2 separate regions of the Rattus norvegicus genome follow, and region 2 is linked to region 1. The links are chromatin contacts, called in public Hi-C maps. All regions are on one chromosome and are shown on one strand. The core of a region is the stretch at or near the end of the contact, and the rest is flanking DNA. Distances in the headings are between cores, read along the strand shown. Region 1 overlaps LOC102548116 (a long non-coding RNA gene). Region 2 holds the start of Pou3f1 (POU class 3 homeobox 1).

The links. Hi-C and Micro-C count contacts between places; a contact is called where the count stands out from the background.
Region 2: a Hi-C map of Schwann cells shows a contact between it and region 1, with 5 times the contacts expected there. The contact joins the promoter of Pou3f1 here to the enhancer-like site in region 1. A contact is called at or near these places in 2 of 12 Hi-C or Micro-C datasets (Schwann cells and liver).

What each region holds. Positions count from the first base shown.
Region 1 is chr5:142,104,058-142,106,821 of GRCr8, reverse strand. All of the region lies in intron 1 of LOC102548116 (a long non-coding RNA gene), which reads left to right. Among named protein-coding and RNA genes, the nearest start is that of Pou3f1, 90 kb to the left of the region's middle. Within about 2 kb of position 1,406, at least 17 of the 93 cell types and tissues checked have an H3K27ac peak or open chromatin away from gene starts, as enhancers often do. A contact at or near this core is called in Schwann cells, where this site is marked.
Region 2 is chr5:142,193,721-142,196,484 of GRCr8, reverse strand. It overlaps Pou3f1 (POU class 3 homeobox 1), which reads right to left and starts at 1,395. Exons shown (of 1, transcript NM_138838.2): 1 at 1-1,395. The coding sequence starts at 1,358. The coding sequence ends at 3. It overlaps LOC102548116 (a long non-coding RNA gene), which reads left to right and starts at 1,679. Exons shown (of 9, transcript XR_005504985.2): 1 at 1,679-2,223.

The DNA.
Region 1 (2,764 bases), core at 157-2,656:
TCCTTACCTCAGGGGCCTTTGAGTTTACCAGCCCTTGCTTGCTCTCTAGCAAGCTCCTACGTGCATTTCAGAGACTTGTGGAGAAGCTTCCTCATCAGGACCAACTGTGCTCCCTGGGCAATTGTGCAGTCAGTCCTACTCTCCTGTATCATGATCTTCATGCCAGTCAGTGAGTGTCCCCCTCCTGATGGACAGGTGAACCCTTAGGGCTTCAGTTGAATGATTCTGCTGAGTACCCAGAACCCAATGCTTACATTGTTGGGATGAACAAAACCTGAATTTTCTTTTCCTTTCTTCATCTTTTTTTTTTTTTCAGGATGGGGTTTCTCTGTGTATCCCTGGCTACCCTAGGACTCTCTGTAGACCAGGTTGGCCTCAAATTCACAGAGATCCACCTGCCTCTGCCTCCCGAGTGCTGGGATTAAAGGCATGGGTCACTACCACCTGGCCAAATCCTGGATTTTCACCCGTAGGCTTCAGACCCGCTCTCTCCCGTCTCTCCTGTTGCCCTGGGTAGGCGAGTGTACCTTGGTTTCCATGTACCAATCAACTGTAGGCACGTCTTTTGAGCTCTGAGGGGGCAGGGTGGCTCTGCTTCCTCTCTGAAAATACAGATTCTAAGTGGGCGTTGCTGAAGCTTATCGGCACTGGATTTGGAGTTTTTGGTGCGGTGGATGGATCATGGTGTGTACAGGGCCGTGCTGTATAGCTTCCTAAGGGAGCTGGGGATGGGTGCTGAGGGAGTGTTTTAAATGCTGTGCCTTCCTGAGGCCGGAAGGGTCTTTCTGTGTCAGCCTGGAAAGTCAGATCCTGTAGTTTTGATCTCAGGGTTGGCACCCGGTGTAGGGCACCGAGCTGGTGGGGAGCTCAACTCCTAATGCATCAAATTCTGTGGGTCCCCAGGAGACAAAAGGGCAGTGTCTGGCTTATGGCTGCCTCCTTTACCTCTCTGGGGAGGCCAGGAGCAGGAACTCAGCGAAACTGAGGGCTTCCTCTCAGGCAGAGAACAAGCTGCCCTCCGCCTCTGCAGAAGGGATGTTGCCCAGCTTCAGGGCTCCCATAACTCTTTCAAGACAATCACTTTATTTATATGAGTTTGTTTTAAAAAAAACCCACAGACGATCCACCCGGGGACCCCTCCGACTGCCTCGGCTTGATTCTCTCCTCTCCTGCGAGTCCATAACTCTTAGTCTTTTGATTCTCCCAGTCCACAAACTATAAAAATCTTATTTCTATAAGGTCTTTTATGGTTACCAAGATAGTCAATAGTGTCATTTCCATTCATATCATTCTGCAGGGAAGTTAGAGGAAACGAAGCAGACAGAGGAGAGCTATAAATAAGGTTCAGCTACACAGGGCCCCAAGCGGATCCCACTGCGTTCCTTTAAAACTACTCATGCACAGAATACACTCACTACATACACAAGCACACACAGATATGCCCATGGTGCCCACTCATGCCTAGAGCCAGGTACACACAGGTTCAGCCATGCACACAGACAGTGGCTTTGACCCTTGGGCAAGGCCTGGGTGCTTGTATGTATGCTGCTTACATGGGCGCATGTATGCGTGTGCGCGCCAAGTGTGCACACAGACACACACACACACACACACTCACACACACTATACACACAAGACTTGGTAAGTATTAGAAAGAAAAAAAATTCTTTCTGGCTTTGAAGAGCCGAGAGCACACAGCAGCACTTGCTGTGGTAAGATGGGGGGAGCAAGGCAGATCAGCCTAGAAAACACATTCCAGAGCCATGAAGCACAGGGCTGGGCACTCAGCCACCCATGAGCTCATGTGCTGGGAGCTTCAGAATTCCCACTGACACAGGAGTCTGAATCCCTCTGCAAGCTCTGAGAATGTTGTGGCCACTCCTCTGGGCCCCTTCTCACAGTTTTGGTGGTGTCTTCTGAGGGCCGGACCCCTCATTCCTGGAGGACAGTTAAAGGAGCTTTTTGATTCCCGATTGTGCCTAGTTGCAACTCCCAGGAAGCTGTCAGTAGCCTTGGGGCTAATGGCTTTGCCCAACAGAGAGAGGGGTTGGGGTGGGGATAAAGTACAGAAGGGGATACCTAGACTGAGTCAGACAAAGATATCAGGGACTGATCCCAGTCTGAGGAGGACTTTGAAGGTTTCCACAGGGGAGCGCAATAGGCCCTGGGAGAAAGGTGTTGGGAGAGGAGAAGGGCTGTATGGCTCAGTGGTTACTCTTATTGTCATTTTATTATTATTATTATTATTATTATTATTATTATTATTATTATTATTGGTAGGTTGTGTTTGAGACAGGGTTTCTCTGTGTAGCCCTGGCTGTCCTGGGACTCACTCTGTAGACAAGACCGGCCTTGAACTCAAAAGAGATCTGCCTGCCTCTGCCTCTCGAGCGCTGGGATTAAAGGTATGTATCACCACCCGGTTCATATTATTCTTTTTTAGTTTTCATTTTATTTTTGTAGCATTGGTGTTGGAACCTAGGCCTTTGCCTATGTTAGGCGCATGCCTTATGACTGAGCTACACAGCCCAGCCCTGGATCTGGCTCATTGGCTTGGTGTTTGAAGGAAGGACCAGTCACGAGGCGAGGGAGCCGAGTTCACACTATTACCGGATGTGGAAGCAGACGGACACCCTTCCATCTCTGAACATTTTTACCCTAGGGGATTGTGGGAGGAAGGAGCTCCCAGGCCATTCCTAGCTTGGAAAATTGCAGGTAGACTAGCTATACTCCAGGGTCTCCTTAGTTTCCCTATCTGCAAAAT
Region 2 (2,764 bases), core at 146-2,645, 90 kb before region 1:
GGTCACTGCACGGAGCCGGGTAGTGTGTGGTGATGGTGGTGGTGTAGCGCGGCCGGCGGGGGTGGCGGGGGCGCAGAGGGTGGCGACGCGCCGCCTCCGCCAGGCCCCAGCTCCCCAGGCGCATAAACGTCGTCCATGGGCGGGTGGCCCGCGCCGGCCGCGGGGGTCATGCGCTTCTCCTTCTGCCGCCGGTTGCAGAACCAGACACGCACCACCTCCTTCTCCAGTTGCAGGCTGTCGGCCAGGCCGGTGATCTCGTGCGCAGACGGCTTGGGACACTTGAGAAAGTGGCTCTCGAGCGCGCCTTTGACACCCACCTCAATGGACGTGCGCTTCTTGCGCTTGCGGCCCTGCGCCGCGATCTTGTCCAGGTTGGTGGGGCTGCCGCTGGACGAGTCGGTCTCCTCCAGCCACTTGTTGAGCAGCGGTTTGAGCTTGCACATGTTCTTGAAGCTCAGCTGCAGGGCCTCGAAGCGGCAGATGGTGGTCTGCGAGAACACATTACCGTAGAGGGTGCCCAGCGCTAGCCCCACGTCGGCCTGGGTGAAGCCCAGCTTGATGCGTCGTTGCTTGAACTGCTTGGCGAACTGCTCCAGGTCGTCGGAGCTGGGAGCATCCTCGTCCGAGTGCTCGCCCACCGACGAGCCACCACCGCCCGCGCCTGGGTGCAGGTGCGCCGCCGCCGCGTGCAGGCCGCCCGCGTGTGCATGTCCGTGTGCGTGTCCGTGTGCGCCCAGGTGCGGTGGTGGCGACGGCTCCAGCTGTGCCTCGTGGCCGTCCTCGTGCAGCGCGTGGTGCAGGCCGGGTCCCGCGCCGCCGCCTCCCGCCGCCAACATCCCGGCCAGGCCGCCGCCGCCGCCACCGGGGTAGGCCGCCTGAGCGTACAGCCCGAGCGGCTGGGGCTGGTGACCCCCGCCGGCCCCGGGCGACGGCGACATGGCGGGGCCCAAGTGGTGCGCTGTGCCGCCTTGTGCCCATGCCGCGCCCGCGTGGGCCGCCCCTTGGTGCACCAAGCGGGCGTGGAAACCTCCGCCACCGCCGCCGTCGTCAGCTCGGCCGGTACTGCCACCGCCTGCCTTGCCGTGTTCCAGGTGCGGGCCGCCCGCCCAGTCGCCGCCGCCGCCTCCTCCCGTGGGTAGCCATTGAGGGTGCGCTAGGCCCACGGGGTGGCCCGCGCCCGCGCCCAGCCACTCGTGGTGCATCAGCTTCTGCACTTCGCGGTACGCGGCCCCCGCGTGCAGCCGCTCGGCCGCCGCCGCCGCTGCCGCCGCCGCGGCGGCATCGGGATGCATGAGCGGCCCGGTGCCCCCAGCTCCGCCGCCGGGGCCCCGCGGCAGATACTGCGCGGTGGTGGCCATGCCGCCCCGCGCCCTGCGCCGCGCCGCCGCCGCCGCCTCGCTCCGTCTGCGGGCCCCGCCGCCGCGCTCCGCCGGCTTAAAGCCGGGACCCGCTGGGCGCTCCGGAGCCCCACCCCGCCCGCCGCCCATTGGCTGCCCGCGGAGCCGCCTCCCGCCTCCCGGCCCCGGCCTCCGCCCCCCGTGCCCGCCCTCCGCCGTGGCCTGCAACCCACAGCTCTCTATTGGGTCTCGCTCTCGGGGTCCCGCGCGCCGGCAGTGCTGATTGGCCGCTGGGGCTTCATTCATGACCCCCCCCCAGCACCGCCCGCGTACACATTCACGCCCCGGGGGCGCGGCCGCCACGTGGGGAGTGGCGCGGGGGTGGCACTGGGACCGCACCCCCTCCGGTCCCGGCTGCGTGGGCCCCGCTCTCACCGCAGCGCGGGAGACTCGGAGCCCGGTCGGTCCCCACGTTCCACACAAGCTCAATTTCCGCCCGCATCCCACTGGGGCGGGCGGGGGATTGCGGGCTCCGGGAGGCGCTCGGGCTCCGAGCAGAGACTCAGCCCCGCACTCCTTCCTGCGGTGCGCCGCTGCTTGCGGGCCAGGATCCCGCGATTCTAGGCTGCGGCGAGAGCGAGGCAGCGTGACTTCTCGGCTCGGTACCGCGCGGCTGCTCACCTCCGGGGCCTCGCCTCCTGCGGCTGCCAGGTCGCACCGGGCTCTCCCACGGTCTCGGTTTTCCTTCTTCTCCCTATAGATTCAGCGTCACAACTAGCTAGACCTATGCGGTTCTGAAAGTGCAGCAGGCACGGACAGAGTCGGATCGGCTTGGGCTTCACGCCTCTCGTCGGCTCACCTTCCTTTTCCTGGGCACCGAGGCCAGGTGAGTACCGCGTGGGCAGTGCTGAGCCAGGACAGCGAGCCACAGAGGCTGTACGCGGAGATGCGAGCTCTAGGAACCAGCCGGGCTCCGGGGTTCTGGAATGAGAGAACCTCGAGGTGAAGACTGGTTCCTAAGAAAGCGCCACCAGTGGGTGGGGGATGGACACTGGGCCCTGTCCTGCCCTGCTGTAGCCTTTTCTTGTTGTTTCCTCCCAGCTTGAACCGGTGGTCCGTTGTTGGCGCTGGTTATGGTGGGGTCATGCCGGCTGGAAACTTGCAGGATAGGATGAGTGGACGACTTAGGGAAGAACAGTTGGGCACTTCGGAAATCCAATGTGCAGGCTGTTAGCTGGCAACTGTCTAGCTTCCCGTGGAGCCGACTCGGGTTCGTCTGATAGGAATTGAGGTTGAGGTGTCCTTGTTGGAGAAGTGGACAGTGGGATGCAGCCGACTTCTTCATCCCTGTTCGTGTTTTGTGTCTCTCCTAAGGATCCTGAGTGGAGGAGGGCCTCAGTTGCAGCTGGTGTGTGCTTCCTTATTCT